2 separate regions of the Mus musculus genome follow, and region 2 is linked to region 1. The links are chromatin contacts, called in public HiChIP or PLAC-seq maps. All regions are on one chromosome and are shown on one strand. Each heading gives the region's core, a stretch centred on a gene start, on an enhancer-like site or on the middle of the called end of the contact. The rest is flanking DNA. Distances are from core to core; before and after follow the strand shown.

What was found. HiChIP or PLAC-seq counts read pairs in DNA pulled down with a chosen protein or histone mark.
Region 2: an H3K27ac HiChIP or PLAC-seq map of heart atrium shows a contact between it and region 1, with 24 read pairs. The contact joins two enhancer-like sites. A contact is called at or near these places in 3 of 484 Hi-C or Micro-C datasets (Sertoli cells, nephron progenitors and uterus), 1 of 115 datasets of contacts at active chromatin or transcription factors (heart atrium) and 3 of 9 other capture datasets (adipose tissue, liver and pancreatic islet).

The regions. Positions count from the first base shown.
Region 1 is chr17:49,626,272-49,628,985 of GRCm38.p6, forward strand. The region is part of intron 3 of Kif6 (kinesin family member 6); the gene reads left to right. Among named protein-coding and RNA genes, the nearest start is that of Kif6, 12 kb to the left of the region's middle. Within about 2 kb of position 1,395, at least 17 of the 459 cell types and tissues checked have an H3K27ac peak or open chromatin away from gene starts, as enhancers often do. A contact at or near this core is called in heart atrium, where this site is marked.
Region 2 is chr17:49,737,292-49,739,991 of GRCm38.p6, forward strand. All of the region lies in intron 10 of Kif6 (kinesin family member 6), which reads left to right. Among named protein-coding and RNA genes, the nearest start is that of Gm16555, 83 kb to the right of the region's middle. Within about 2 kb of position 1,265, at least 22 of the 459 cell types and tissues checked have an H3K27ac peak or open chromatin away from gene starts, as enhancers often do. A contact at or near this core is called in heart atrium, where this site is marked.

The DNA.
Region 1 (2,714 bases), core at 145-2,644:
GGATCTTGCTCAAAGCAAGCTCTTTCTGTCTCATACAGTCATCCTTCTCTGATAAAATACAATCAAACAGACTTTAAATAGTTTCATCTATAACCACAGTCAGGCAGTATTTCTTTGGATGTAATTCTGGTGGCCCCAGTCAGACGTCAAACATGGCTGAAATTACATTCCTTTCAGCAATCATTTGGGTTAGGTTATTTTTTTTTCAGAGAGAGAGCCTTGCATTTAATTTTAAAAATTTGTATTTGTGTGTATGCATATGAAATTACACATGTGTGTAGGTACCTACAGTGGGTACTTCATCCGCTTGAACTGGAGATATGGGTGGCCATCAGTAAACATGTGGGTCCTGGGATCCAAACTCAAGTTCTCTGCAAGAGAACTTGAAAGTGCCCCTGACCATTGAACTATCCCTCCCTCCTGTAGCCTTTGTATTTTATTTGGCAACCTTTACTCATTCGTGGAGGGAACCTCATTTCTGTTTCCTGAGGAGCTGGGGTCTTCTTCCTTTACTGACTCCCCACGTCCAGTCCCCCCCCCCCTTCCTCAGCTTTTCTTTATCTCAGATCTTTATCTGAAGATGATGAAAAGTTCACAGATGACTCCAGGATATTTTTAGCCAATCCTATTCGCCTTACTGCCCTTCCAAGGATTGATAGACGGTGAAGGTCAAGGGAAGGGAAGGCCTTCTGGGAAACTCTCCCTGCACAGATGGGTAGTGTGGACAGCTGGCAAGACTTTTTACTCCACTGTTTGGGTTTGTAAGTGACTATCCATAGCATAGCCATACTTAAGACATACACTAAATAGCCTGGGTGTGACTGGCTACACCAGTGAGCTTGCTCAGTTCTTTGTCACTTGTAGATTAAACAGGGGCATGCGCTCGCCTGGCATAAATTCTACCCTCCTCTGCGAATTTTGAGCTTCTATTTTATACCCACTCTGTGTTCTGTGTCGGAATCTACAGCATATCACTTGCCATTGTCAGATAATGCTAAGAATACTTTTATGTGTGAAATAGAGTGTGCCTTGACAGCTTCAGAGCACTTTCCGGGGGAGAATCTCACTCAGTTCCTCTACGAATCTTGTGGAGTCTCAGATATGACAACTCTTGCTTTCAGTGAGAAGGCAGGACACTGGGCCTCTGACGGACATTCGCTCGACCATGCAGTAGAGAAGCTGTAGCCGTGAGGTGGGAGCAGATCTTCCCCTCCCTCTGAGTGGACCTCGTGCTGCTGAGAGGGTCATGGGATGCTTTCATCACAGTTTAGCGTCAGTCACCCCTGCCAAACTCCTGGGTGCCACTTGTCACTGAGAGGTTATTTCTTCCCAACCTCATCCCGTCTCCCTCTCAGCATAGCTCAACCACATGACTCAGATCCCTCCCCCTGGACTTTGAGACAGGGCAAGCTGAGATGTGGGTCTGACTGGGGCTGCATGTGTGCTCAGGGGGAGGGGCTAATGAAAGCAAAACTTCCCTTTCACTTCCCAGTTCCTGGATTTTTTTCTCCCTGTGAGGCATGTCCACAGTCTCTGATGGTCCCATAGCTCACTCACTTTCAGTCATAGTTCCATGAGCTCAAATGACAGGTATTTCTTTCATTTGCCCCTAAAATATCTTCATTCTGTATAAATACTCTCAGAAGAAAAGAACTAGAACATATTATTCAAACTATTCATCATTCATTCAGTGGAATAATCAAGTCAATTCACTCATTCATTCATTCATTCATTCATTCATTCATTCATTTCGAGACAGAGTCTCACTACATAGCCCTGGTAGGCCTGGAAATCACCATGTAGACCTGGCTGGTCTCAAACTCACAGAGATCTGCCAGCCTCTGAGATAAATGGGCAATGTTCAGTGACTATTATCCTAGTGATGGGTCAGGCCCAGACTATAATCCTAGCTCTTAAAAGGCTGAGGCAGGAATTCCCTAATTGAAGGCCAACCTGGTCTATAGGATTGACACACACACAAACATACAGATTTAAAAAGAAAACAGTAAAATCACACACACACACACACACACACACACACACACACACCTTCTAACCAAGTCTCTGTTCATATGTCACCTTCCTAAGAAGGCACACCCTGGCCACCCTTGTTGAAATTATGTGCGCTCCCTCACCACCACAGCATTCCTGATGTCTCCTCCTCCACTACCTGGTGTATATTTCTGATGCCATTTCCTCGTGCACTCTCTGTTGTCCACTGCCTGCTGTCTTTGCTGTCAGGTCAGAGATTATCTGTGTGGATCACCAGACACCTGTGGCAGTCACCGCAGTAGGTATCCAGCAGGTACCTGTGGAATTAGTGTTGTCTGAAAGCGCCCAGATAAACACACAGTTTCATTTGGGCCTGAATTATACACAGAACAGCGAGGGAATCGTTCTTGTCACACAAAAGGCAAATCACATCCTCGAGTCTTTAAATTGTTCACAGCTAACGCTGTGTTTTACTGATTTTAATCAATGGAAACTCCCATAGTGGAGCCGCGAGCTCACTGTGTGCTCCTGGGGGGAGGGGGTTGTCATTGTTACATGTTTTGAGCTACAAAAGGCTTTCAGAACACTGAAAACTTGGTTAAAAAACAAAGACAGAGTAAAAACAAAAAACAAAAAACAACAAAACCTCTCCGTGGGTTTAATTAATGGTTACTTGCTAAGAATATTTGTTTCCAGGTGGAAGAGAAGGCTCGGCAGTTAAG
Region 2 (2,700 bases), core at 15-2,514, 110 kb after region 1:
GCTTACAAATCCACAGGCTAACCAGAGTTCAGAGGGAACAGTTTGTTTTATCCCCACTCCCTGAGGCTTTTGAGAGGAGGTGTTGAACTGTGTTCTGTCTGAGGCTATAGACTTGGTACCCATGAATGCTCCCCCTGCACCATGTCACCAGCTCCATCAGGATAAATCCTTTTTAATTTTACAACTAATAAGCAAATGTATTTGGGTGGGCTATTCGTCTTAAGCACATCGTAACAGAGAATTGTCTCCAAATGACATGTAAGCATGTAAGGGAAGGCAAGTTGGCTCAGTAACCCATGTTTGCTGCCAGGACTGATGAGCTGAGTTTGAGTTTGATCTACAGGGTGGAAGGGAAGAACTATTGTCTCTGGGCTAGTTGTCCTCTCACCTCCAGAAGCAGCATGTTATAGCACGCACATGCACACACAAGGTATACACACTCATGCACACACATACACACACACAATGAATAAATAGATGTAAAAATTAATTAATTAGTGCATCAAGATTATGTGTAAGTCTGAGTTCATAGAATATATCTAACCCAAGGAATATATACCGAAATATGTCCAGTGCCCCAAGGAAGCGCCTCTAATTTGTCCTGCCCACCAACTCAAGTCTAAGCTGCTATAGCACTTTTCTTGGGCTTGCGTACACTCTTGGTCACAGCTACAATTATTTCCCCTCCCACTTCTACATTTTCTAAGAAAAAAGAAGAGAAGCCAAAACCCAAGTCCTCAGCCTGCCCTGTCTGGCCAAGTAGACGTCCTGTCCTGGTTATCTCAATGTAGCTAAGGTGCTGACCTCAGCCGCCATGACCGGAGCCTGGGTATGTCCTCCTCTGTTCCCGGGGACTCTTCATACTCTTCCTCTCCTTCACTTCAGATTTCCCAGCTGTCCCCTCTGTGTTTGTCACTAACCCAACATTCTTTTGCCACCTCCTTAAAAACCTGTCCTCATTCAAGTCCCTGCTGCCCCATGTCAAATTCCTACACATTTCTGCAGAAATCAGTTCCCCTTCTCCTACACTGACTCCTCCTCTGACTGTCATGAGTGTAAACTGCTCTTCCCATTGATGTCCTTTTGTAGATTAGTTGTTTGGCACGAGCTCGGCAGCAGGCAGCAGGCAGCACTGTGTGCCTTTCCAGCTAGTTAGAAACTCCTTGCTGACATTCACAGCCGTGCGCCTCCTCCTCTCTCTGGATAACCTCGTCGCTTGGCTTCTGGTCTAAGAGACGTGACTCTGTCCTTTTAGAGAAAGTTGGGCCTTCGGATTGGCTCATCAGATAAAGGTGCTTGCTGCCAAGCCGCTGTTGGCCTGAGCCTTATCCCTGGAACCCAAGCAGTAAAGGGAGAGAGCCAACTCCTCCAGTTGTCATTTGACCTCCAAACACACTCCCTGGCATGTGTGCGCCTACACCATAAACACCCACCCCTACACGCCTGATAGAAATGTTTGCAAAGCAAAGGAGCAGGAAGTCACTGCATACCAGGGAGCCTCCATCCTCCAAGTTCTGGGATCATGACCCACCTTGCCTCCTGCACAATCAACTTCTAAGGAACGTAAGTGATTGAATGCTAGAATGTTCTAGAGTTGCCAAGATGTTCCTGTGTTGATCAATATCAGACACTGAGGTTTCTCTAGATTTTTTTTCCCTTTCATGAACTGGCTCCCTACTAGGTCATTTACAAGCTATTTCTTTCTGAGATGCCAGCTGAAGGCCAGGAAAGGACTCAGGTTGTTTCCCAAGCAGGGAAGGGCAATACCTTCTGTATATGAAGGTCTGACTTCTGACACTGTAGTTGGGAACTGCTGACTCTTCAAGCAGTGAAGGCTTCTGAAGCAAGAGAGAGAACTGGGCGACAAAGTAAATGTCCACACACTGCCTCTGGCCCAGCATTGGGTCCTTAGAATTATATTAATCAATGATCAGGCATATAATTAATATCAGGCAGTGTGAGGCCATGGGTGTGGGGGAAAGAGGGGAGAGAACCCGCGTCCTGCCAGAATTCTGATGCTCTGGGCGGGCAGATGCGGGAGGACTGCCCCATGCTTTCCACGCGGCCCCTGGTGGGTGTCTGGCTATGGAAAGCCATGGATCCCCAGCTTGGCAGGGGGTGGACAAGCGGCAGCCCTAGGTACCAGGTTCTCAGCCTCCAGCATCCCACGCTGGATACCACGGAAGAGCTGAGAACAAATGAGGGCCCCGGGCAGCTCAGTCAGCTCTGGGGCCCAAGGGAGGAGAGGGCAGGAGGAGAGAGCGCTTGATGGTTCCCACGCAGGCAAGAGTCCTTGGTCCAGTCCGTGGCTGGAGCATAAGAAGACCTTCTAGCGGGAGGTTAGACGAGGCTCATTAGGAGAAAGCCTATCGCATCGAGCAGAGACAGTCTATGGTTTTGGAACTTTATTGTAGAAAGGCAAGGGGGAAAAGAGAGAAGGTAGAAAGAGAGAGAGACCGTCATGGCCATGTGGAGAAAGGGGAAAAGGGAGAGAGAGAGAAGGATGGCTAGTAAAGAGTGTAAGAAAGGTGAAAGCTTAAAGAGATCGAAGAGGGACCAAGCAGCCCTTCTTATAGTGGGCTGGGCTATCTTACAGTTGCCAGGTAACTATGGGGAGGAGCATACCTGACTACAGTCAGGTAACTGTGGGGGTGGAGTCTAGCCTGAATGCCAGAAGCTTGGGACGTTGTCTGCGTGACT